Linked DNA regions of Mus musculus: all the other regions are linked to region 3. Evidence: chromatin contacts called from public ChIA-PET and promoter capture Hi-C data. All regions are on one chromosome and are shown on one strand. The core of a region is the stretch at or near the end of the contact, and the rest is flanking DNA. Distances in the headings are between cores, read along the strand shown.

Region 1 (5,225 bases), core at 2,578-5,077, 290 kb before region 3:
GGATATTAGCCCAGAAACTTAGAATACCCAAGATACAAGATACAATCTGCAAAACACATGAAACTCTAGAAGAACGAAGACCAAAGTGTGGACACTGTGCCCCTTCTTAGAATTGGGAACAAAACACCCATGGAAGGAGTTACAGAGACAAAGTTTGGAGCTGTGACGAAAGGATGGACCATCTAGAGACTGCCGTATCCAGGGATCCATCCCATAATCAGCTTCCAAACGCTGACACCATTGCATACACTAGCAAGATTTTGCTGAAAGTACCCTGATATAGCTGTCTCTTGTGAGGCTATGCTGGGGCCTGGCAAACACAGAAGTGGATGCTCACAGTCAGCTATTGGATGGATCACAGGGCCCCCAATGGAGGAGCTAGAGGAAGTACCCAAGGAGCTAAAGGGAACTGCAACCCTATAGGTGGAACAACATTATGAACTAACCAGTACCCCGGAGCTTTTGACTCTAGCTGCATATGTATAAAAAGATGGCCTAGTCAGCCATCACTGGAAAGAGAGGCCCATTGGACTTGCAAATTTCATATGCCCCAGTACAAGGGAACGCCAGGGCCAAAAAGTGGGGGTGGGTGGGTGGGAGGGTATGGGGGACTTTGGGGATAGCATTGGAAATATAAATGAGGAAAATACCTAATTAAAAAAAAAAATTGTACCACAAAAAAAAAAAAAAAAAAAGTAAGTCAAAATACTGTCTGGTTCCGCAAGCTAAACTTGGACGCATCTACTTCTTTAACTGGCTAGTCCTCTCTGCCTGGGTTGAACAGAAGCAGGACTCCCCAGGGAGTCAGAGATGGGCAGAGAGATAAACCCAAAGCCAAGAAGCAGCACAATGAACAACATGTCATGAAAAGATAAAGAAAGGCTGGGATTTCCGCTGTCCAAGTTCCGCCCTTAGCTGGAGGATCAAGGCTATCCCAGGAAGGGAACTCACAATCTGATACTTCCAATGTCTCCACTCTAGTTCTGGAAAAATGGAACCAAAGTCGCCTCTCCTCACCTCACACGGCCCGTCCTGCTCCTCTGTTCCCAGTCTCTGGAGCTTCTGACAGAAATTCATGTCAGCAGCCATGTCTGGATTCCCTCAGGATTCAGGTGAGCATGTGGAGCCTTTGGGTAGAGCTGACAGGCAGAACTCAGCTTGGTTGTGCTAGAAAGTCAGCAGCATGAATGTCTTGGCCTGACTCAGGAATCTACGAAGACACCAGAAAGTCCTGGAAAGTCAATGACTGTGGGACACTCAGCGGACATTTGTACATGAAGTTTTGAGGGCCCCTACCTGACAGGTATTATAGACATACTGATAAGTAGTAGACATGGTTAAGAAAAAGCCCAACTCTTTCTTTTTTGTTTGTTTGTTTGCTTGTTTTCTGTGTAGCCCTGGCTGTCCTGGAACTCACTCTGTAGACCAGGCTGGCCTTGAACTCAAAGATCCGCCTGCCTCTGCCTCCCAAGTGCTGGGACTAAAGGCGTGCGCCACCACTGCCCGGCTCAATTCTTACTTTTACAAAGATCCAGGAAACAAACAAAAGACCATGATTTTGAACTAATGGTTAGGAAGAATTCAGAGGAGATTCCCTCACCTTTTAACTGTAAGAAGAGAAGATAGTAAGCAACAAAGGAAGATACATGTTGCTTAGCATTTGCCTGGCAGTAAAGAAAATATACATAAAAGAATACTCTTTCTGAGCTGGGCCTTTAGTCCCAGCACTTGGTAGACAGAGGCACGCCTGGTCTACAGAGTGAGTTCCAGGACAGCCAGGGCTACACGGAGAAACCCTGCCTCGAAAAACCAAAAAAAACCTCTTTCTGTTTAATGATGTTCTAATCTACTACGAGCATCTCATTTATAGTTTAAGCTGCTGTTTTCTATGGAGAGTTAACAACAGCTGCTCCTTCCTTTGTCCTGTCCAACGTGTGTGTGTGTGTGTGTGTGTGTGTGTGTGTGTGTGTGTGTGTGTGTGTGTTTGTAAAAATGTCCCATTTTAGCAGATGCTGAGTCTATGTTTGCTATTTTACAAGTCTGAATAAAGGTGATTCCAGCACTCACACCAGTGGCTCACAACCACCTGCAATTAAGCTCCAGGAAGACCTGAAGCGTTGAGCCACAACATGCACCCACATTCGCCAAACAGGCACATACATCACATGAGGAAGAGTTGAAAACAAAAACTAACAGCATGTGTTCTCGAAAGGCACCCAGGGAAAGCCAGTACATTAAGGTTCGGTTACTTAGAGCCACACTATACATCCCTAAAGACGACTTGAATCAGCTTAGCACCAGCTACAGACAGATAAAATAGACCACTGCTAGTGTCTGCTGCCCATCTCCCATTCCACCGCACACACCCAAAAACAACCCCTTAAATATTCAGAGTAGAAGATGACTAACAGCCAAGTTCGCCCAACAGCAATCTGCATACTTGACAAAGGTCATACATCTACCAGCTTTAAAATAAACAGGGAAATAAAATGTAGAGGTGAAACCACAGGGGGTTTTGCTGAGAAAACAGAAGAAGGAACTCGGAAGGATAGGATCCCATATAACTGTGTCCCCTGACTACTCGGCCAATTAAGCAAAAGACAAAAAACAAACAAACAAACAAACAAAAACAAACACAACAACAACAAAAACCTTTAAATTTCTGGGAACTCCCAAGCTACACCACACATTCAGGAAGCAGAAGCAGGAGGATGGCTGCCAAGTTTGAGACCAGCTTGGGCTACTTAAGTAAACCTCTTTAGTCTAGACTTCTGCTTGAGAAAGTTCAAACTAGCCACAGAAGAAGAAGTAACCCCAGTCAGTCATGGAGATTCAAGAGATCAAGAATTGCCTGTCAAGAAGTTTACATAACAAAGCTGTCTGGCAGGGTGTGGCGTCTCCTCCCGATTACCATAGGAGGTAGTACGGGCTGGATCCTAGAAAGAGGAGGCTAGGGTGCTAGGTACTGCCCAAGGAGGCTAATTTGAACTGCCCCCTCCTCTCTGCTTTTCACCATGACTAGCTTAGTCTTTTCAATAGGAGTACTAGACCATGGCCAACCTGTCGGGGCTGCAGAAGACCAATCACTTTCCCTAAAACTTATTTACAGCACCACCCTGCTCAACTGCCCATCACACATCCTTGCCATGTTCATAGGGGTCCCATGGCCATCACGGACTCACCCACATACCTTCAAGGACTCCAATATTCATTCTGGTAATTAGAAAGCTCCAAATGTTTTTTCTTTCTCAGCACCAGCTCCCCTTTGGGAAATATTAGGGAAATGGCCCAAAGATCGGGTCCCCAGCACCTGAACAAAGGCTCCTCTCCCAGTTCTGCGGGCTCGAGCCCACAGCTACGAGCTGTGAAGATCGTTCCATCCCTTCTATCAATTCTGACACTGCTTAGGCTTGGACAGACCAAGGATGCTGAAGCCCCAGTGTAAGTCAAAACCACGAATACACTCATTTTCCATCTTTACTCACTTTTTCGCCTCTCACATGCCAGTGTCTGATCCGGACTCCAGCCAGTCATGGTCTAAAGCAAACACTCCCAGTTATGCAAGCAGCACGGTCGCCCTCACAGACTCACCAGTCCCAGGTTCACAGTAGCCGGCTCCAACGCCACCCTCGACCCTGCTCTCCCGACCCCCACAGGACGCCCACCCCAGCTACGCACCGGCACCCCCCTACAGCTGCCTCAGTCATCACTCAACACAAACCAGCGCTCAGCAGCCAGCATCCTTCCTGCGCAGCCACTTCAGAGAGCTCTGCACGCGGCACGCCGGGTGGACGCTGAGGATTCCCCAGTGTTCAGAATCCAAACTCCCGCGGCGTCCTGGTAACGATAACAACTAACCACGTGACGATCTAAGCGGAAATGGACGCTCTAGGACACACCTACTTAAAATGAACTTCACCTCAGCCACTTTTCTGGCGGAAATCGGTATTGCCCATATACCCTATCGCTTGCAAGCACTAAAGTTGTGTTGCGCATGCCTACCATCACGTGCGAAGATACTCTTTGCCAATAATTATAACGGTGTACACTCTGCCACTACCACCACCCACGCGCCACTCCCATATTGTTATGGCTATGTCCATATTTCAATTATGCGAAAGTCATCATCAGAGTACTTCATTTCCGTACATCCATGGATCATGTGGAATGTCACAGACTAAAAGTCTGAGGCTCCTTAGTCACGAATTTAAGAGACATTTATATTGCATATTCCTAAAAAAATTTCTCCATGTTTTCACACGGACTTAAGACTTTTCTTCTAGTTTTCTAAAACTTGAAAACTAGGAAGAGTTATTGGGAAATGGGAAGTGAAGCCATATGGAACATTAAAGATCTGAAATGAGCCTTCTTGCGAACCAAAAATGAATGTTAGCCCCACCTACCCAGGGACCGGTAACTTCTTGGAATATTGGGAATTGTAGTTCTTTTTGTTGTTGTTTTGGTTTTTTTTTTTTTTTTTTCCCAAGACAGGGTTTCTCTGTGTATCCCTGGCTGTCCTGAAACTCTCTCTGTAGACTAGGCTGGCCTCGAACTCAGAAATCCGCCTGTTCTGGGATTAAAGACCTGCGCCATCACACTGGACTTGGGAATTGTAGTTCTTGGAAAATATCAACCTTCTCATGGCAAAGTACATGGCCTATAGGTTTGTTCTTATAAACGCCTGCAACACGTGGCTGGAGACTGGGAAATTTCAGGGAATGTTTCTGACCTAAGTCCATTTTTGTGTCAGTATTTAATATTTAATGAAGCTTGCTTTAAATTTGGCCCAAAAGCTGGAATTGGTTTTTCTCTGACGAATCTCAGGATTAACACATCCTTGGAACATGTCATGCTTCCCTGAGGAAAAGTATCTATTCTCACTTACAGGTAGAATTTAAAAACGAAATAAAACAGAAATAAACAAACAACAATAACAGCAGCTACAACGGCCAGTGCATAATAGAAACAGTGTTGAACTGGCTGGCGAGGAGGAAAACAAGGATAGGGAGAGGCCAAGCAGCAGCATGTGGGGACGACATGCAGGGACAATTTACAGAGTGAATGACTTGGCCTGATTCAAGGGTCTGAAAGAGATCAGAAAGCCCTGCAAAGTCAAGGATCATATTACCACTCACCCAACATTTGCCCACTATGAGCTGAAAGCCCTATGTGAAGGTCACCATATAGACACTGCCAAACAGACAAAGCCCAGGAACGTCCAACTC
Region 2 (4,898 bases), core at 715-3,214, 460 kb before region 3:
CCTGGTTTTCCAACCCCACCACAGTAGCCAGCACCTGGGACAATCCTTGCCCTGAACCCATCTCTATGCTTGTAACTGTTGCAACAGCAATGCATTGAGTAAATTCTTCCTACTACTTGTTCTCTGTGCATTACCTCTGACCCCACTGTGGTAGGTAGATATGATTATTCTTTTTAGGAAAAAAAAAAAAAAACCAAGGTTCAGAGAGGTAAAGCCACCTGCTTTAGATCCCACAACTAGAAAGTTATAGATTTGGGAATCACACCTGCCGCACACCTGTCTCACACCTGTCTCACACCTGTCTCACACCTGTCTCACACCTGCCTCACACCTGTCTCACACCTGCCTCACACCTGTCTCAGTCTTGAGGCCCAAAAGTGAGTCCCTCAGAATTTCTCATCTTCCTTTTAGCTCATCCCTCTCCTGACTGCTCCAGATCACCATGCCTCTTGAGTGACTCTGATCTTTCTCTCTGAAGATTCATCTGGTCTCCTTTCCCCATCTCCCACCCGGATCACGGTTCCCTCAGGAGCCCCTACACTGGGGGCTGGACGTGGTGCCCCATCCAGAAATGAGGCAGCTGGTGCCTGCAGCGACACAGTGTGGGGACAGGGTGAGTGGCTGCACAGCTCGGGTAAAGAAGACGGGAGACGACATCTTCACAAGCATTATGTCATTCCGGTGGTCTTTGTTGGGGAGGCTGTTGTTGAAGTCGGGGTGGGGGAAGGACTCAGTGGCCATCCGCCTCTGCTCACAGCCGTCTGTCTTCTCTAGATTGTGCTCTCCAAGGAGGATCACGTAATGGCTGAGGTGGGAGAGATGTGGTCAGAGGTAGAAAGGTAGGGGGACAGGGCAGGGGTGGGGAGGGAGAGATGATGAATTGTGCCTTGTGAACACCCAGACCCATCTACCATCACTCGCTCCTTCATCCTCATCCTGACTAAGGCCATCATCTATTCTAAGACCACCTCATTCCTTTGTCATCAACTCAACTAGATCCCCATCATACAAACTAATGCCACTCCATCCCCAAACCCTCTATCTTCATACCAACCAGGCCTCCGTCATACACACTAATGCTACTTTACCCTCTCCAGTCTGATCATCCATGCTAACACCACACCATCCCCAACCCCTCCACCCACTGCTGCCACCCCCACACGTTCTCTCTGGACCCAGCCCCTCTCTCCATTCATCTCTCCATCTCCAGCCCCCTCCCAGCCCCGCCCAGCCCCGCCCCAGCCCCCGCACCCACGGCTTGCGGCAGTGGGCTGCTGTCAGGAGCCATTTGGGGGCGATGAGGGTTGCCCCACAGAGAAGCCGTGTCTTCTGAAAGAGGGCCACCTGCCATGGCTGTGAGTGAGGCCTGCACTCATAACCCTTGATGATCCTCGTCTCTCCCCCTACGTGCCCTGAAGGGGGCAAAAGATGAAGTACAAGCATAAGAGGGGGTAGGCTGGTAGAGAGACCCCAGAAATGAAAGTAAGCAAAAGAATAGCTGTTCTCATTCTTAGCTGTCACGTGCTGGCATAAGACTATACTTCCAGGTCATTAGTGGCTGTCCTAAGATTTTGAGGGGACCCAACCCCCACCCCCATTCCTCCTCTTAGTCCCACTTGATTATGCCTGGTATAGCTCAGACTACTTCATGGGGGTGATCTCCAAGCAGGTGTCACTGTAGCTGGGGGGCCTTAGAAGTAGAATAGGGAGCCCCCCTTCCCTCTAAGCCCCACCGTACCTGTTACCAGAGCAAGTGCAATGAGTCGGAGAATCATCCTGGCCTGGAGTAGGGCAGGGCGGGCGCCAGGTTCCCCTGGGGACAAGGAGGGAGGTCTAATCACTTTAAGAGGCGATCAGAATGCTGGCTTTTGGGTTTTCTTCTTTCCTTCACCTGTTGGGTCTCTCTGCTTCTCTGACTACCTGCCTCCTTCCCCCAGGGGAACCTCCTGGTTCTCACACCAATCCCCAAGCCTGTAAGAAAAGCCTTGTGCTTCCAGAGTGGCTTGGATCTAGGCTAGCAGCTTCCTGGATATTGAGAACAACAAAACAGCTGGGAGGGGCTTTGTTGGGCAAGGCTCCTGGCTCACTCAGGTTGAGCTGCTCGGAGAAGGAAGACCCCGGGAGAAAATCTTAGAGAATATTTTTCTTTTTCTTTACATGAGAACCTGGCTTGTTCCACAACTGGGAGCCCCACAACTGGGAAGACAAGGGGGAAGGGGCTAACTACTGGGTAAGGACCTCATTTTTGATGTCCCAACATGTAGAATATTAGGGACCTGTGAGGTCTGTCCACAACCAGTGAAGTCTCTCCCTCCACCTTGCTGAACTCCAGTGAAGGACAGCTGGACTGGGCTGGGTGTGGTTGGCTAAGGGACAGCTGGTGCCTACAGCTGCCCTGGCTGGCGGGGGTGGGAGAGAAGGGCAGGACGAAGCCACCTGAGGGGACGGACTGGACGGAGGTCACTGAGTTTGGGGGCAGCAGTTTAGAGGTGAGAGATACAGAGGGAAGCAGAGTGTGGCTTCAAGTCCCTCCCCATCTTCCAAGGACATCTTCAAGAGGGGGAAAATGCATGCTGGGACAGAAGAGGCCTAGCTTCTAGGATGGCAGTCTTCTGGAATGGGTGGGGGTGGGGGTGGGGGTGGGGATGAGGGTGGGGGTGGGAGAACCTTCCCTTCTCTCCTGGATTCATTCCTGGGCTCTGGGGATGGGAACTCTAAAGGGTGCGGTTGACACTGCAGCAGGCTGGGTCTGAGCACCTGGGGAGAAGGCAGGCAGGCAGGCAGGCAGAGGGCTTGGCCTCCGGAAGGGGGGCCGCTGGGATGACTGGGCTTCTAATCCTGCCTTATTGCCCTGGGAGAGAGCTGTGTGTGGGCCCTCCCAAGGCAGCCTTGGGGTCTGGGAGACAAGATATCACTTGTCTGAGCCCCTCTTCTCCCTGTGGTCTCCTCTTCTTGTAGGTATACCCTTTTTTTTTCCAGCAGGTCTCAGAGTCTCGGGCCCCCACATCCCTCTCTCCCCTCTGTGTGTGTGATTTTGGTCTCTGCCTCTAGGCTTCTGTCCCTGCTTGTCTTTGGATCCTTGTTTCCTCTTGTCACAGCTTTTTGTCCCTACAACCCCTTTCTAGGCCTCCCATTGTGCCTGTCTCTGTCTCCTCTCTAAGGCCTCCATTGCTCTCTCTCCTCCTGTGGGCCTCTCCCTTCTCACAGCCTAGGCCCAGCGGGCCCCTTGGCCTCCTTTGGGCCCTCCCTTCTCCTTTCCAAAGAGGGGGGAATCTGGGGCGTCATAGAGGTGGGGCTGCTTGCCTGGTGAAGGGGCAGGGACAGGACGGTGGGGGAGGCAGGTCAGGGCCTGTGACAGCCATGGCTCAAGAAAGGAGAGAGAAACCTCAGCGGGTGTGCCAGGAGCCCCAGGGCTCCTATGTGGGCCTCCTTTCTCTGCTGACCCTTCCCCGGCCCCCCTGGTCTTCACTGCCCAGGCCTCCGGCACTTACTGGTTTCTGTAGATAATTTCCAGTCACTCTTCAGCCTCCTCATTAGATAGCTTCAGGTTTGAAGCCTCAGTTCTCCTAGCTTATGTTTTCATTTAGATTTTTCTTCCATGGGCCTCCTTCGCCTTACTTCCCTAGTCAGATGTGGGACAAGGCGGGGTAGGCCCAGGCTCTGCCAGCAGCCTACTGTGGCCTCAAACCCTACGGGCTCTGCCTCTTCCTACCCAGGTGACGTGGGACAGGTGACTCCACCCCAGGGAAGCTCAGTTCTCTACTCTGTGACATGGGGGTGCCGGCCCTGCCTTGGGGTGGAGTGGGGATGAACTGCCAAGGGGATGTTGGAAAAGGCTACCATCCTGTGCTTTGGGGTCAGCACACCAGGTTCCCAGCACACTAGGTCCCCTCTTAGGCATTTTTTTAAGCAAGAATGCCTTCTTTTCTGCCTTCTGAAGAGAATGTGGAGACAGGACCAGTGGGGTGGGACTAGCCAACGACTGTAGCTGGGTTGTTTCATCTCTAGACTCACCTTGGACTGTCTCTGAAACAATAAAACATACTGGCATCCCATAGCAGACAGAACAGATGGCTATACAGCGCAGTCAGGCATAGCACACCACCCCCACTCTGGCCATTTATATCCAGTTCATGAGAAGGCCAAAGCTGGGGCTGGAGACATGGTTCAGCAGTTAAGAGCAATGGCTACTCTCTTTAGAGGACTTTGGTTCAATCCCCAGTCCTCGCACAGTGGCTTACAACCCTGTGTAACTTCAATCCCTGGGGCTTCAAATCCAGTGTCCTTTTCTGGTTCAGTGAGCACTGCATGCATATGGCTCAAAGACATACTTGCAGGCAAAATACCCATATACAACAACAACAACAACAATAATAAATGTAAGGCCCAAACCTTTGATTTTAAGACAAATTCTCATTGTGTAGCTCTGGCTGGTCTAGACCTCGCTCTGTAGACAAGGTTGGCCTCAAACTCAGAGAGCAGCCTGCCAAGGGCTGGGACTGAAGACCTCCACCATTACTCGTGGACTGTTTATTTTTGTCAGAGGGTCTCATAAAACTCAGAATGGCCTGGAACGCCTGATCCCCCTCGCCTCTCTCTTCAGAGTGCTGAGATCACAGACCTATGCAACCAAGTCCAGCAATAACTCCCACCTTTTCGGGTTTCCTCCAGTCTTATACTGGAGAATAAACAGACAGGTGCAGCCCCTTCGCTTGGTTGTATAACTTTTATTCCAGACAGTTGTACAGCTGCCTCTCCGCTGCCATGGGTGTAGTCGAGGTTTCAAGAGGTTCTAAGCTCACAAGGGTGGGAGCCTGGAGTGGTGAGGGAGGAGACCTTGGTGCTCCGAGGGTCAGAGCGGTCCCTAAGCAGAGCTGCATGCAGGCTGAGGGAGTCAC
Region 3 (4,882 bases), core at 1,500-3,999:
CAGGTACAAGAAATTTCCTTTCAGCTGGGTGTGGTGGCGCACACCTTTAATCCCAGCACTCGGGAGCCAGAGGCAGGCACATTTCTGAGTTCGAGGCCAGCCTGGTCTACAGAGTGAGTTCCAGGACAGCCAGGGCTACACAGAGAAACCCTGTTTCGAAAAAAAAACCAAAAAAGAAAGAAAAAAGAAATTTCCTTTCAGCCAGAATTGGTGATGAAAGAAAGATGAAATTTTAAGACCTGTAAGTCATATAAAGTACTCAGAAATTGCTGGTTGTTTGTGAGCCTAGAGGCTGCCTGGGGCTGAGAATAAAGAAAAATAAACCCGGGCATGTTAAAACATTCCTGGGAACAGCTTGACCATAAAGATAAAGAGGAATGTGAGGACATAACAGGGCTATCTGAACTGAGTCTGCTAGCATTGATAAACATCCAACTCACAGAACTCTGACTCCCTGATCTGCATGTACATGTAATTTTTCTGCTGATGTTTGAATAAGCCAATAGTGTGTCGCTATGCTGAATTCCACACCCCTAAGCCCCTCATCCCATAAAAACCCCTAGCTTTCGAGCCTTGTGGCCGGCATCCGTTATCTCCTGTGTGAGATGCATGTCGGTCCGGAGCTCCGTCATTAAACTGCCTCATGTGTTTACAGCAGAAGGGATTCTCATGTTTCTTTGGGTGCGCTCTCTCACTCCTGAGACTAGAGTAGGGGTCCCCGAAAGGGGGTCTTACTGTGACACAAGACTGTAATGGAAACACTTGTGAGGTCAACACAGATAAATGGAGAATTTAAGTCCAGCCCAGAATACAAAGAAGCCCTGTCATTTAAAAAAAAAAAAAGTAAAGAAAAGAAAAAACTGGAAAATGGGAACAGAAAGAAAGAAAGAAAGAAAGAAAGAAAGGAAAGGAAGGAGGGAGGGACAAAGAAAGAAAGAGAAAGTGGGTAAGTGGGTAATGAGTTTGTCTAGTGGGTAAAAGTGCTTGCCTACAAACCAGAAGGCCTGAGTGCCAAAGATAAGTCACTGACAATTGTTATAGCCTGGGTCCTGAAAGCCCAACCAAGTTGGAATCTGACCAATTAAAGAGACAAATAGGGAAACAAACAGATAAAGGAGAAGTATTTAATTTATCCACCTTGAGGTTAGGAACAAGAGGCCCAGTATTACTATACCAAGCCTAAGAAAATTAAAAAAAATAAAATAAATAAAGTCTTGGGCTGGAGAGATGGCTCAGCGGTTAAGAGCACTGACTGCTTTTTCCGAAGGTCCTGAGTTCAAATTCCAGCAACCACATGGTGGCTCACAATCATCCGTAATGAGACCTGACGTCCTCTTTTGGTGTGTCTGAAGACAGCTACAGTGTACTTACATACAATAATAAATAAATCTTTAAGTGGGAGTGAGCAGGGGCGGAGCTGGAGGTCAACCAGAGTGAGCAGAGGTCCTAAAATCAAACTCCCAGCAACCACATGGTGGCTCACAACCATCAATACAGCTACAGTATACTCATATACATAAAATAAAGAAAGAAACCTTAAAAAAAAAGTCTTTAGATATTCCCAGATGCTTTCTGTCTTGGAAATCGAAAGTTTCTGTTAACCCATTAAAGGTTTTTTTTTTTTTCTTTCTCAAAAGCTTGCATAATTTAGGAAAATACAATTTTAAAACAATGGAGATCTATCTTGCCTAGTTTATCTTTCCACAATAGCAAAATGGGAGCTATGAGATTATATTCAGTTATGTAGCCCAGGTTGGCCTCAGACTCAGAGATCTGCCTTCCTCTGCCTCCAGAGTACTGGAATTAAAGGTATGAGCCAACTTCTTGATCAAGATTTAATTCTTTTTTTTTTTTTTTTGGCAGGATTTCTCCTGGCTGTCCTGGAACTTTCTCTATAGACTAGGCTGGCCTTGAACTCAGAGGTCTGCCTGACTCTCTCTACAGAGTGTTGGGACTAAAGACGTGTACCATCTCCACTGGGCAAGATATAAATTTTTATTTTATGTGTATGGGTGTTTTATCTGCACGAGTGTCTGTGTACCACTAGTGTGCTCGGTGTCTTTGGAGGTCAGAAGAGAGCGTCCGCTTGGAACAGGAGTTACAGATAGTTGTGAGCTGACGTGTGAGTGCTGGAATTGAGCCCTTAAGAGCAGTTTGGGCACTTACCTGTTAAGCTACCTCTCTATCATATCATCCCTTCTCCCCTGCAGAATTAGGTTTAAATAGAAAGCAAGAGGTATGTAACTAAGCAGTCTTACCAAGCAATCTTAGTTTGTGGCCCCTCGCTATCATTGTCTCCGACTGAAGTCTGTCCTGCAAAGTGGTCTAGGAAGTTGTCAGAACGGTGTGAAATCTGTTTTCCTGTGACAAGTCCCTGCTCTGACTGCCTCCTGGCTTCAGCACATCCTTTCTCCCATCATGGAATTTCTATTTCTGTGTTCCATTGTCTCAATAGTCTGTAGAGGAAGGGGCACAGAATGTCTCTTTAGACTATCATATTCCTGCCAGGCCTGTCACACCATATGGGAGACAGCTTTCAGACTTCCACTCAAAGGCGTTGCATTTAGCTGCCCGCCCACATGGAATCAAAGTTCCTGGATGGTGGCCTCCAACGTCCGGAGCTCACTCACGCCGCCACCACAGTTTCCAAGGAAACTGGAACCACCCGGTCTGCCATGCTGACTGCTGGCAGGCACACTCGGGTCAAAAGTGTTAGTGGGCATGCGCATTATTCTACTGGGCGTGGACATGTCCTGCCGGAAATCTAAAAGACACCGGAAATAGAGTGGCCGTGAAACCTTAAATGTTGTAGTCATTCGAGTGTTACTTCGCTGGCGGGTCCGCGAGGTGGTTTGGAACTTTTCCATCCGGGACTCTTCGGCTTCCGTGGGCGGAAGTCGCCGTCAGGCGTGCCGTGTGCAGAGCTCTCGGCCGGGCAGTGTGAGGTGAGTGGCGGCGGCGGCGGCGCAGGGGGTGGGAGGACGCAGTGCTGTGCCGAGCGCTGGTTTGTGCTGAAGGACTGGGCTGAGGCGGCTGCCGGGGCTCGTCAGATGGGGTGGGGGTCGCGTGGTGCGCTTTCACCCTGTTCCCGAGGGTTTCCCGTATCTTGGGTGTTTTGTCACTTCCCAATGTGCTCTCCTGTGGGTTTTCACGCAGTCGTCCATGAAAGTTGTCAGCTGAGGCCATTAGGGGGCGGGACTCAGTGAGTGGGCGCTGCACGCAGCGGGTCCCCGGGTGGGAGTCGGGAGCTTAAGGGCGAAGACTTTGAGGTGGCCTGTGCCCCACTCAAGCCGTGATTGGCGTAGGGGTCAGCAGAGGCAGCGATGGAGCCTAGGGCGGGAGTGGGATGCTTGTGAGGGCGACTCTGGTCGTTAGTGTTGGCGTGGCCAGTGACTGTGGCTTGATTCCGGTTAGCACTATGTGAAGAAAATCCCGTCGGCTTGACCAAAGTAGCAAGTGTCAAGACCACAGGTGTCGGAACTGCGAGTGCTCAGGCTCTCACGGATGAGGGAGGGAGAGAGGGAGGGAGGGAGGGGGTCCCACGCTTTGCATGCTGCCTAGTTATCTAGGCTGCTGAGCTCAAGAGATTTCTTCTAAGGTCCGTAAAAGTAGGGAATCTTGTTTTATGGGCTGCTTTTGGGTCTCCTTTTCCAACTAATTCGTTCCTACCTCTGGATGACCAGCATTATTGAAGGAATGATCCCAAATATTAAAAACACTTTCACTCTTTGGGGCACATTAGAGTCATACTTGGGAATCCTTTGGACATTATGTGCATCAGTGCTTGCCTGTCTTTGGGATCCTATACAGACGTTAAAGATCACTGGTTGGCAGTTGACCAAAATAATATTGGGCCGTTTTATTTGTACCCTAATGTTTGTGTTGATTTGGAGTGCTTAAAAAACTGTGTATTGGTCTGAGAGGAGTAAGTAGCTCATATCTTTAAATCCCAGCACTAATGGGGCCCAGGCAGTGAAAGTTAAAGGCTAGCCTGGTCTACATAGCAAGTTCAGGATAGCCAGAGCTAAATAATAGACCTTGTCTCAAATACAGACACACACACACACACACACACACTTACACATGGGAGCGGGGGAGGGGGCACACAGACAGACATGGAGTGGGGGAGTGAGGATTGGATAAGCCTGTTTTTCTTAATGTGTCTGTGTAGACGGGGAAATGTCTAGAAACTCACGCTACAATCAAAATTGGCTGTCATCCTGAGCGCTTTGTGCAACAGGAAACAGGAATGCTGTTTTTAGATGCTGACTACAGAAGGGACTGCATAGATATGGTGGCCAGGGTGTTCCTTAGAATGAAAACAGCTCGAATATGTACCCCTGTTCTTCTATTTAGTGACCTACGAGCAAATCAAGCAGAGTAGTAATGCATATGTGTAGCTAAAAAGTTTGTTTGAAATGCAATCAAAATTAAGTTGGCAACGTACTGATTTTTTGTAAGTATTTTACTTCCTTTCAGGCAGGTGCTGAGGGCTTAGTGAGCCTTCCCTAGCATGGCATTCTGGATCCCTACAATAAGCACCTATGTACTCATTTTGTAATGACTAAGTTAGTTAGCACATTGGTTTTCTACTAGTTAACATGTGAGTGCTGCAGTGTGTCCTTCCTTCCTAATGGATGGTTTTTTAATTTTTTGTTTGTTTTCTTTTGTTGTTTGTTTTAGAACCCAGACTAATAACAAGAGCAGGGCTTTTATGTATCCTCTACACTGCCTACACCTGTTCTTCCATATAGGCCCTCACCAATTCATGGTCAGATGTTTGGTTGTTGTCTTTTAGTGATTTCCGGTGTCTCTGAGACCACTGCAATCATTCAGGCCTAAGGATTTCCTTCTGTGCCACAGCTAGCCCTTCTTCAACGTC
Region 4 (5,040 bases), core at 2,180-4,679, 480 kb before region 3:
GCGTGGCTCAGTGATAGAGCACCTGCCAAACATGAGTGAGGCCCTCAGCTCAATATCTAATACTGACAAAAAAATTAAAGACTGAAATTACAATTAACATTGCTATTAATCCCCTTTACGGAGAAGACCCAGAATCTTCCTGCTCCCAGTCTCATGGGACCCTCACAAACGCTCTTTGAAGAGGTCAGGGTGCACTCATTCATTTTATCATTCATTCATCCATGCAGGGTAATTTACAAAACATTTCCAGGATCCCAGGGAACTTCCAAGCACACAGAGCACATCCTCAAGAGAACAGATAGAAGTGGTGGCAGACATCTTTAACCCTGACACTTGCGGGGGCAGAGGCAGGTGGATCCCTGGGAGTTCAAAACCAGACTTGTCTACATTGTTCCAGGACAGGTACCCACATGGTGAGTTAAAACCATCTATAACACCAGTTTTAGAACTTCTGGCCTCTTCAGGCACTACGTGGACCGAGTACACACACACATCCATGCAGACAAACACTCATACACATAAAAAATAAAATAAAAAACTAAAAAAGAAGAACAGATGATTCTCTGAGAGATATCCCAGTGAGTCAAACCTTAAGCCTGCTGGCCTGATTTTGATTCTTAGGACATCACGGTGGAAGGAGAGAATTAAGTCCCGTAGGTTGTCCCCAACCTCCACCCATGCACTGTGAAACACACACATGCATACACAGTGAAATGAAAACTAAAGAAAGCAGAACCCTCTTAGAGCTTATTACCAGTTGGATGCTGACTCCCTGCACGTCACTGGAGAAAGCAAGGCTGGGAGACAGGAAGTGGCTCCCCAGGGGGCTAATGAAAAGATCCATCCATGCCTCGGTATGCATTTCCAAGCCACACTGTCTCAGTAGAAGTCAAGACGTGTAGGGACCTGATGACTGGCGTGGTCAATGCCTGGAGGGCCCCATTGTTTTTCTGAGCTGAGTCCCACTTGTTCTCACTATGAAGTTACAAGCTGAGGAACATTCTAGACATGCCAACACCCCAAAGGGACTAATGTTTGGCTCACGAATAAGAAAGGAGTTTGGGCCCTCTTGGATCATGGAGGCTGGGTGATGACGGGTCTGGGCCCTAGAGCGTGGGAAAAAGCAGGGTCTGAAGGTGCTTGCTGCCAAGCTCACAACCTGGGTTCTAGCCCCCAGGAGCAGAAGAGTGGGAGGCAACAACTGATCCCTACAGACTGTCCTCCGACCTTTGCATGTATTCTGGGGCATGCATATGTGCACGTGCTCATACATACACATATACACAAATAAATAGATATAATTTAAAAAAACCCAAAGTGCCCGTGCTTCACCACATGTATGTATTGAGATGGGGTCTGTCATTGAACCTGGATCATTAGGCTACGATGGTTGACTGACAAACCCTGGAACCCTCCTGTCTCCACCTCACAGCTGGCTTTAACAAGGTTGCTGGGGATCTGAACTCAAAGCCCCTCACACTTGCTAAGCAAGCACTTTACTTACAGTCCCCCTCCCCTTCCCCATAACACTTAATGTGCTCACTTTTCTCTTTCATTATCTTCTCTTAGGGTGTATGGAGGTCAGGGTATGTTGGGGAATGAGGTCTGCAATGGCTTGGGGTCCACTGGGGTGATTGCCTTCTCTTCACCCTCTTAGGTAGGGGGCCCAGCTCTTTACCTTGAGGGCTGGTGACAGTGCCCCAGCCTGATATGATGCACTTCTGGCCAACTTTGGGACACAGATTGGCCAGTTGGACCGGCTTCACCTTGTCCCCGAGGTTTGCTGAGTTCTGCAGTCGAATGAGCATTATATCGTGACTGTGATCTTCTGGGTTGCTGTTGTTGTAGCAAGGATGCTGGATAGACTGAGCCACCTGGATCTCCTGCTCCGGCTGATCTCTGCTCTGGAGGCTATGATCACCCAGACGCACGGAGTACTTCCTGCACAAGGAGGGGTGGAGGGGGTGAGGAGTGAGGGTGGATCTTGGAACCCAGAAGGAAGTTGGGGGTACTTGGGGGTTCTTTCCACTCCTTCTCCCTCAGAACCCATTCATCTTCCACCAAGCCCAGGAGTCCAGGCCCTAGCCTGTCTGCCTCAGATCCAGCAGTCCTCCTTAGCCCTCCTCCCTCAGACCCAAGTTTTAACTTCCTCCTCTTCCTCAAACAGAGCCCTGAGCCTCTTCCCTCCAGGTCCACCCACATGTGCCCAGCCCTTCACTCACTGTTTTTTGCAGTGGGCTGCCGTGAGGACCCATCTGTCTCCAACCAGGACACCCCCACAGATCAGTCTCTCGCCCTGGAACAAGGCTGCCTGCCAAGGCTGGGAGTGGGGTATACACTCTCGACCTTCCAGGATCTTGGAGCCCTGAGCTCTGGTGAGCCCTGCATCAGGAAGGAGAAGGGTGGGTCGCCACCCTCGATGTCAGAGCCCCAGCCAGGAAAGCCACTGTGGGTTCAAATGGACACACAGGCCAGTTCCTCTGCGGACCGTCTCTTATGCCTTCAACAGATAAGTTTCCAGCATCCATTGGAACATGGCCACATGTAAGTTCACTGAGACCTGAGAATAATCAACACTAGGCACAGCCCTCACCATGCTTCCACGCACGTCTACACGAGTTCTAGACATCCCCACACCAAATTCAGCTTTGTCTGACAGGCAATAAGAATCTCTTCCGCAGCCATGCATCTATGGGAAACTCAACCCACTTCCTCACCACTGAGTTGCTATCTCTACTCGCTACCAAGAAAGCTCCCCGGTCCCCAAGCCCACCACAGGCACCCACACACCCACGTGTCAGAAGGAACTCACTCAGAGTCCAGTAACCCCTACCCCACTGAAGGCCCTGGGTGGTGGGACCTGTTCCTCTCACCTGCCCACGCTCCCATGAACAGAAGCAGAAGGATCCACGGCTGGATTGCACAGGGTGGGGGGCGTCCCATGGTGGCCTCTGAGGAAGAGGGTGGAACTAAGAGGAAGTCCGAGGGAGGAGCCTGAGATCTTGTTGTCTGGGGAACTGGGGGAAGGAGGTGTTTCCGGAGCTGTCTTGAGTCTTGCTGGAGGATGGAGCTAGGGGCTGAGAAAGCTAGGGCAGAGCTCTAGATCCCCGAATTTTAGTGTGGGGGAGAGCTTGCTGTTGGGGATCCAGACATTATAAAGGAGTTCTGGCCCACTTGTGAGATTGGAGAGAAAGATCTGAGGCTGTGACTCCAACGTCCTGGGGAAGAGGGAGCTTAAGAGACCCGCTTGAAGATCCTGAGAGAAAGAATGTGAGCCTGGGGGTGGGAGGGTCCTGGGCTCAGAGAAAGGGGACCTCCCTGCGCCTGAGGTCCGTGTCTGGGGACCTCTGCGCCTCACCTTCCAGAATGCAAGGGGCGGGGTCACTCGGACTCGGTGGAAGAGGCCCCCGGACTTCCCTTCGGTGTGTCGGGTACAAGATTTTGCAGCCTTTTAACGAGGAAGCCCCGCCCACGGCCCCGCCTTCTGCCCGCACCTTGCTGCGGTGCGGCTGAACCCGCAAGCGCTCGAGGAGGGGCACGGGCTGGAGTGACTTTAGGAGGAGGGACTGGAGCCTCGGAAACCGAGGTGAGGACTAGAGGGGCAGTGCACCGACCCCCGGGGTAGAACGGAAGAGATGGGTCGGAGGGAGGCAACTGGAACCTGGGCTCGTGGGCCTGATGGAGGAGGGCTGGTATTTGGATATCTTGGTCTGAGAGAGAAGGAACAAAGCCTGGACCCGAGTCTGAGGGAGAAAAGTGAAAGCTTGAATCCCCGAGTCCGAGGGAAGTGAGTTGGGGTTTGAATACCTCATCTGAACCCCTGGATTTAAGGGAGGAGCTCTGATTTAGACTTCGGAGTTGGAGGGTGGAGGTTGAATCTGAAGAAGGACTGGGGTGTTCTGCAGGGTCTGAAGAAGCAGGGGGCTGGAATTAAGTTCTCTGTCCTTAATGAAGGATGGGCTTGAAACTGAATTTTGTGAAAATTGGGAAAGGCGGTGTTCTGGTTGGGGACTTTGAGGGCGGGTCAGGAACCAGCCCGGGGCATCTGGGTAGGCAGGTTAGGGTGGCGCTGTAACCTGGTTTCCCCTTCCTCCCAGGGCGGCGGGACCAGCCCTGGCTGAAGTCCCAAGGTGCTGCAATAAGCTTGTTGTTAAGGTTGCAGAGGTTCGGCCGGAGCAGGTTCGTTCATTTACCCTTTCCTCCCAACCTGTGCGCACCCTGTATCCCACATTACAGGCGACAGGAAGTGATCGTTCCTATGGTTTATTCTGATTCACCTGGGGGCTCTAGAGAGATCAATGCTCCCATCATCCTATGTCAAGAGTCAGACCCAAAACACACTCGGAGCAGAACCCAGAGCTGTTTGAGGTCCACGTGCGCAGAATAGGCGCAGTCCTAGCGTGACTAGGAGTGGGGACAAATGGGATGGAGTCCAGAGAAGAAATCCTATTGGGTGAAATATGAAGGGTTGCAGCAGCTATTTAGGGAAAGATATTTCTTGGCGGTGATCCTGAGGGTTGGGCTATTCCAGAGAATGGTGATTAAAATGGTGTAGCATGGGCCAGGAGCAAAGGAGGTGTGTCTCAGTTGGTTTTTTTTTTTTTTTTGAAGGGGCGTGGTTTTATTATAATTGTTTTGCCTGGGAGCAGACCCCAAGAGGGAAGATGACCTAAGTGGGAGGAGTCTTCGGGGGAGACTAAGGAGTGAAGTCTGAGGGTCCGAAGTCTGAGAGGGCGGAGTTTCATCATGGGGCGTGCGGGGGTGCTTTGACACGCATCAGAGAAGCTGGGGCTCTGGAATCCTGCAGCATCCTCTCATTCTACATCCGTCTTCCTCTCCAGTCTGTCCATCTTAGCATGAACTCAGTTTTTTTCCATGGTGCTTTCAATCCACTCCAGGTAGTCAAAGACGTTAGTGTAGACAGCGGGTCTCCGGGGTCTGGAACAAGGCTCAGATCCTCCAGACACTATACCTGCCAAGGTTCCTTCGCACACCAGGGGTCCCCCAGAGTCACCCTGTGCATGGTGAAGAACAGAGCTG

The links. Promoter capture Hi-C pulls out the DNA fragments that hold promoters and counts their contacts. ChIA-PET counts read pairs in DNA pulled down with a chosen protein or histone mark.
Region 1: a contact with region 3 is called in a promoter capture Hi-C map of pre-B cells. The contact joins the promoter of Zfp819 here to the promoter of Zfp715 in region 3. A contact is called at or near these places in 9 of 39 promoter capture datasets (3T3-L1-derived adipocytes, the C10 cell line, the HPC-7 cell line and 6 more), 1 of 484 Hi-C or Micro-C datasets (embryonic stem cells), 1 of 115 datasets of contacts at active chromatin or transcription factors (embryonic stem cells) and 1 of 9 other capture datasets (adipose tissue).
Region 2: a promoter capture Hi-C map of pre-B cells shows a contact between it and region 3. The contact joins the promoter of Klk11 here to the promoter of Zfp715 in region 3. A contact is called at or near these places in 12 of 39 promoter capture datasets (the 3T3-L1 cell line, 3T3-L1-derived adipocytes, the HPC-7 cell line and 8 more).
Region 4: a contact with region 3 is called in an RNA polymerase II ChIA-PET map of memory CD8 T cells, with 11 read pairs. The contact joins the promoter of Klk8 here to the promoter of Zfp715 in region 3. A contact is called at or near these places in 13 of 39 promoter capture datasets (the 3T3-L1 cell line, 3T3-L1-derived adipocytes, the HPC-7 cell line and 8 more), 1 of 484 Hi-C or Micro-C datasets (CD4 T cells) and 1 of 115 datasets of contacts at active chromatin or transcription factors (memory CD8 T cells).

Annotation. Positions count from the first base shown.
Region 1 is chr7:43,605,771-43,610,995 of GRCm38.p6, reverse strand. It overlaps Zfp819 (zinc finger protein 819), which reads right to left and starts at 3,827. Exons shown (of 5, transcript NM_028913.3): 1 at 3,722-3,827; 2 at 1,018-1,210. The coding sequence starts at 1,089.
Region 2 is chr7:43,773,395-43,778,292 of GRCm38.p6, reverse strand. It overlaps Klk11 (kallikrein related-peptidase 11), which reads right to left and starts at 1,964. Exons shown (of 5, transcript NM_019974.2): 1 at 1,739-1,964; 2 at 1,256-1,412; 3 at 540-805. The coding sequence starts at 1,775. It overlaps Klk12 (kallikrein related-peptidase 12), which reads right to left. Exons shown (of 5, transcript NM_027097.1): 5 at 4,812-4,898.
Region 3 is chr7:43,311,167-43,316,048 of GRCm38.p6, reverse strand. It overlaps Zfp715 (zinc finger protein 715), which reads left to right and starts at 2,749. Exons shown (of 5, transcript NM_027264.4): 1 at 2,749-2,945; 2 at 4,864-4,882.
Region 4 is chr7:43,795,966-43,801,005 of GRCm38.p6, reverse strand. It overlaps Klk8 (kallikrein related-peptidase 8), which reads right to left and starts at 3,429. Exons shown (of 5, transcript NM_008940.3): 1 at 2,874-3,429; 2 at 2,223-2,382; 3 at 1,679-1,941. The coding sequence starts at 2,943. It overlaps Klk9 (kallikrein related-peptidase 9), which reads right to left. Exons shown (of 5, transcript NM_028660.3): 5 at 4,250-5,015. The coding sequence ends at 4,863.